2 separate regions of the Mus musculus genome follow, and region 1 is linked to region 2. A link is a contact called in public HiChIP or PLAC-seq data. All regions are on one chromosome and are shown on one strand. Each heading gives the region's core, a stretch centred on a gene start, on an enhancer-like site or on the middle of the called end of the contact. The rest is flanking DNA. Distances are from core to core; before and after follow the strand shown. Region 1 has its middle 4.0 kb from the start of Gm10858. Region 2 overlaps Usp12 (ubiquitin specific peptidase 12).

Region 1 (2,700 bases), core at 196-2,695, 140 kb after region 2:
AGGTCCTGAATTCAATTCCCAGCAACCACATGGTGGCTCACAACCATCTGTAATGGGGTCTGATGGCTTCTTCTGGTGTGTCTGAAGGGAGCGATGGTGATGTACTCATATGCATAAAATAAATAAATCTTTAAATATATATATATATATATATATATATATATATATATATATATATAAAATTTGTGTATGTGTGTGTATGTATATATGTGTATATTCACATTTTTGGTGATTTTGAGTAGTATTGGCTATTTGGTGTGAATATCATCTGGTTGACTTGGCTGCTCCCAGTAGATGGACTTGGCTATTTATTTGCATTTATTATAATTTGAATTGATATCAAAACTCTCCTTTTAAAAACATTTATGGGAGACTGAAATATGGAGTGTAAAAAATAAATTAATTTAATTAATTAATTAATTAATTTATTTATTTAATTTTTTTTTTGGTTTTTCGAGACAGGGTTTCTCTGTATAGTCCTGGCTGTCCTGGAACTCACGCTGTAGACCAGGCTGGAGAGATGGAGCAACCACATGGTGGCTCACAACCATCTGTAATGAGATCTGAAGCCCTCTTCTGGTGTGTCTGAAGACAGCTACAGAGTACTTACATATAATAAATAAATAAATACATCTTTAAAAAAGTAAAATAAGGGGCTGGAGAGATGGCTCAGCGGTTAAGAGCACCAACTGCTCTCCTAAAGGTCCTGAGTTCAAATCCCAGCAACCACATGGTGGCTCACAGCCATCTCTAATGAGATCTGAAGCCCTCTTCTGGTGTGTCTGAAGACAGCTACAGTGTATTACATATAGTAAATAAATAAATAAATCTAAAAATAAAGATTTACTCTATAAAAAAAGTAAAATAAAAATTTTTAAATGTGTTTATCGGGTTTTTTTGTATGGTCATGAGTTCAAATCCCAGCAACCATGTGATGGCTCACAACCATCTGTAATAAGATCTGATGTCCTCTTCTGGGATGTCTAAACACAGCTACAGTGAGTGAGCAGGGCCGGAACAAGAAGAAAAAGTGTCTGAAGACACCTACAGTGTATTGTCATATAATAAATAAATAAATCTTTAAAAGAAAAGATGTCTCGAAAAAACAGAAAAAAAAATAGAATAGTAGTGTGGTCTCTGACCAATAACATAGAGGTCAACAGCCTATAAAATACATGTGACATCTCCCCTAAGGATGGATTCTACTGACTGGGGGCTAAAGATGGAGGCCTAGGGAGGGAGAGTCTGGGATAGATACTCTGGGAGATTTGGGAGAGATGTGCCTGGGTGAGGTGTGCAGATCACAAAAGGTCACCAGGTCATTCATTAACAATAGCCACTCCCAGCCTTCCGGGTAGAAACCAAGTGTTTCCTCCTTTGAGAAAACACCCTGCATGGTTAACATTCCTGGTTTCCCGGCTGATCTGTGGATGCAAGGACTTTTGTGCCCCTGACAGGTAAAGGACACCAGGACGGGCAAGAGTTAGAGGTCACCTAAAGACTCTAATGCTTTGGCCTAGCCTTGTGTCTCCTCCCTGGTTAATCAGCATTAAATGTACGCCACCCTCCCACCTCCAATACAAAATAGTATGCTCCAATCTTGGATATCTAATTTGATTTTTTTTTTGAGACAGGGTTTCACTGCATAAATAAATCTAAAAATAAAGATTTACTCTATTTAAAAAAGTAAAATAAAAATTTTTAAATGTGTTTATTTATTTTTTTTTGTATGGCCATGAGTTCAAATCCCTGGCTGTCCTAGAATTTGCTCTGTAGACAAGGCTGGCCTCGAACTCAGAGATCTGCCCACCTCTACCTCCTGAGTACTGAGATTAAAGGCCCATGCCCTCACCACCTGGATGACTTGATATTCTTAATTTATTGGTGAGGGATCCACGTCAAAGAAACATTTTCCCAAAACGCACTCAATGTTTGCCATTTTTTTTCCTCCTCTGAGGGGACACCAAATCTGCAGCTATGGCATATACTTGGTTGCTCCAAGGTCCATCTGTTTTGCCCAGAAAGCTGATCTGGGCCCCAGTGCAGCAGGCTGTAACCAATAGATTGAAGACAAAAACCTAGATAATGATGCTGGATTTTGTAGATCTATGTGGGCAAGGTAGATCTTTTTTTGGTTTGGTTTGGTTTGGTTTTTTTCCCGACTTAATGGATTTAAGTTTTTACATTTTTTAATTAATTTTTTAATTATCTGTGTGTGTTTGTGTGTGCATGTGCATGCAGTACTTGCAGAGGCCAGAAGAGGGCGCCAGATTCCTCTGGCTCTGGAGTTACAGGTGGCTGTGAGCCGCCTGACGTGGGTGCTGGGACCTGAACTTGGGTCTTCTGCAATCTCTTCAGTTCTCAGACTTTATTAATTGTTTGAAATTCACCTTTCACAGCCCAGCTCAGAATTTTTCCTCTCCGAAGCAGTCCTCGGAGCCCACGGAACCTGCTCCTCTTCTCTCCCGGGCTTTACCGGCTCTTTTTTTTTTTTTTTCTTTTTAAGATTTATTTATTTATTTACTTTTTGTACATGAGTACACTGTAGCTGTCTTCAGACACACCAGAAGAGGGCATCAGGCCCTATTGCAGAGGGTTACCTCTGGAAGAACAATCAGTGCTCTTAACCACTGAGCCATCTCTCCAGCCTCATTTTACCAGCTCCTTTGTTCATATTTCCTTAAAGTACTGATCACATGA
Region 2 (2,700 bases), core at 74-2,573:
TAGTGGAATGGCAGGCATGCGCTGAAGGGCAGTCTGCATGGGGGTTCTAACAAAATGCCGTCTAGCGCTCAAGAGTGCAGCCAGGTGAATGTGGTCGCACAAGGAAACAGAAGTCTGGAGATATCCTAGATGCTTCTGAAAACAATGGGTCAAGTTTAAGCCATGCTATGGCTCTGCTATGGTCGTGAGGGAACAGCTCTCCGTGAACACGGGGCATGGCTACATTTCCAAAACACTCAGTAGGAAGGAAGCGGAGCATGTACGGCTCCATCAAACCCGACCTGCACTTTCTCTGTGGACATGATTAAGTGCATATAGAAAGCGCTGCTAAGATCCAGCTGGTCCTCGGGAGCGTCTAGTTTCTCTGTGGATTCTCAGACCACACAGCATATTGATTATCCACTCAACAATGAAGTGCAGCGTGTTGTGCAAGCCTCCCCACCCCGCTCTCCACCTGCGTGCTGCATACCCTTCCCATCCGGCTGCTTCTTAAGCCCTTTCAGTGTTTTCCTTCCTTTCTCACAGGGTCTCACTCCATGACTCAGGCTGGTCTGTATCTCATAGCAATCCCCATGCTTCAGTCACCAGTGCTGCGACTCTAGGTGGGAGCCACCACTCCTGTGCCTCAGCCTGCCCCATTTCCACCACAACTTACCCAGTGTTAGGTGGCTCCCCTGACTTGGCCCACAAGGTCTCCCTGGATTCTATACTGAGAATAACAAGTTTGTCTTGTAGATCTGAGTCTTTCTACCTCCTGTACTGCAGGGTAAATTCCCACAAACCCTGCCCAACTCGTTCCTGCCCAGCTTTCGCACACTCAAACCCATTCTGCACATTTCAATCTCAAACCAATGCAGTAATAATGCAGCTGGAGTGGCCCTTCACCCCTGCCTGCTGGATTCCAGGCCCCGAAAGCCCCGTGAGACGTATAAGAGCCCAAAGCCCACGAGTCCCAAGGCTGCAACATGCCCTAGTCCAAACAGACTTAACATCAATTTGATCTTTAGCTCTCTATACTTGCATGCTGTGATTTGCCCATCAGGGACAGTTGATCCAAAGCACTGTGGCCCACTTCCCATTCCTACAAGCAAGAGCACTGCAGGCCACCCACCCCTGCACTGAGTGTATGCTGCTGACCACTCCACAAACCCTCTCATGGTTCCACCTGAAGCCATGCAAATCACACTACAAGCTCTAGGCGGCTCTAAAGGTGAGATAGCGGAAGTCAATGACCTTTAACCTTTGCTCTCAGTGTGGCAAACCCTCTCTGAGGCACTACTTCCTAATGCTGGGGCTCCTCCTCCATGTCCACCCTCCCCGCTGCTTCTGGGCGTTGTCTCTCACCTACCTCTGACTTTCCAGCCTGCAGCTGCCACTTCTAACTTACTTCATGCTTGCTTGAGTATCAGAGCCCGCCAAAGGAAAAGCATAAAGATCTATCCATACAGAGAGCCACCACCCTTTCACTGACTAAATGCCAGCTTCTCCCAACTCACTGGTGGCCTGACTCACAGACCACCCCAATATCCACGGCAACCTTAATATCTCAGTGTCAAGGTCACTTCCTTGAATGAACCTCTTTTTCTTTAAATACAAAAACAGCAAAACAAAACAAGAGACAGCTTTTCACTTGCTCACTAGTGTTAAGAACCAGAAGAATGATAAAAAGACATTAGAAAATCAGAATGGCCTGGGTGATGCCTCTTACCTGTGACCTTGACACTGGAGGCTGAGACACATTGAGTTTGTTTAGTTTGATGTCAAGCTGAGTTACAGAGTTCAAGGCTCGTGTAGGCTTCAGAGGAGATGCAAGGGAGAGGGAAGGCAGGGTGAGGAAGTGAAGGGAGGCAGGAAGTCTTTCTAAGAATAGCTGGGAACCTAGTTACCAGCTTCGATGATTACCTCATGGCAGTGGGCAGCACACACTGGATCAACGCCACCATCTCTAACACTGTAATCTTCCCTTAAAAGCCACTTTCACGTATATGCACGTTCTTTCAAAACAACTGCTATGCTTATTCTTCAAAGATGCAAACGAGTTTTTAATGAAAATCTTCTTGGGGAGGAGAAAGGAGTGAGTAGTCCACGTACCAGTGGCTTCAGATCCCTGAAAAATGCCCTACCTTGAACTTTAGAACTGATACAGGAGGCAGGGCAGCAGCCCCATGTCTTCAGTAAATGTTATGCTCAGTATACCAGCATCTTGCAACCCCCGGACAGACGATGGCTACTTACAGTTTAAAGGGATCAGCAGGATTATACAAATATCAACTCACAGCCAGAGGGAAGAGCTGAAGGGTTGCACTGTACTGCTTACAATGGCCACGTTTTCTTCCTAATACAGAAATAGCTAGAGCTTTCATAAGAAAGCAGTGTGCTGTTCTTAGGTGAAACAGAACTGGATAAAGTAAACATGAGAATTATACTCAAATCTTTCTAACAGGTGTCATTTACAAACGTCTGGCGTGTGCTCCTTTGCAGCACGCCCAGGCTTACACGCACGGATTTATGTTTTCAGTGACACATGACTTTGTCATCACTCCACTCTTCACATTCAGATCCCGTCAGAACCAGACCCTTCCTTAGTCAGCACAGCTGCATTGCTAGCACAGCAGGGGTGGCGGCAGGGACCCAGGATGTGATTAATGTTTTTTGAATGAATGAATGAATGAACAAATAAATGAATGAACAACTGAACAA

What was found. HiChIP or PLAC-seq counts read pairs in DNA pulled down with a chosen protein or histone mark.
Region 1: an H3K27ac HiChIP or PLAC-seq map of embryonic stem cells shows a contact between it and region 2, with 2.3 times the contacts expected there. The contact joins two enhancer-like sites. A contact is called at or near these places in 5 of 39 promoter capture datasets (the HPC-7 cell line, embryonic stem cells, frontonasal cranial neural crest and 2 more), 3 of 484 Hi-C or Micro-C datasets (B cells, bone marrow-derived dendritic cells and pre-pro-B cells), 4 of 115 datasets of contacts at active chromatin or transcription factors (cardiomyocytes and embryonic stem cells) and 3 of 9 other capture datasets (adipose tissue, liver and pancreatic islet).

What each region holds. Positions count from the first base shown.
Region 1 is chr5:146,891,711-146,894,410 of GRCm38.p6, forward strand. No RefSeq gene overlaps it. Among named protein-coding and RNA genes, the nearest start is that of Gm10858, 4.0 kb to the right of the region's middle. Within about 2 kb of position 1,446, at least 9 of the 459 cell types and tissues checked have an H3K27ac peak or open chromatin away from gene starts, as enhancers often do. A contact at or near this core is called in embryonic stem cells, where this site is marked.
Region 2 is chr5:146,756,243-146,758,942 of GRCm38.p6, forward strand. The region is part of intron 3 of Usp12 (ubiquitin specific peptidase 12); the gene reads right to left. Among named protein-coding and RNA genes, the nearest start is that of Usp12, 37 kb to the right of the region's middle. Within about 2 kb of position 1,324, at least 50 of the 459 cell types and tissues checked have an H3K27ac peak or open chromatin away from gene starts, as enhancers often do. A contact at or near this core is called in embryonic stem cells, where this site is marked.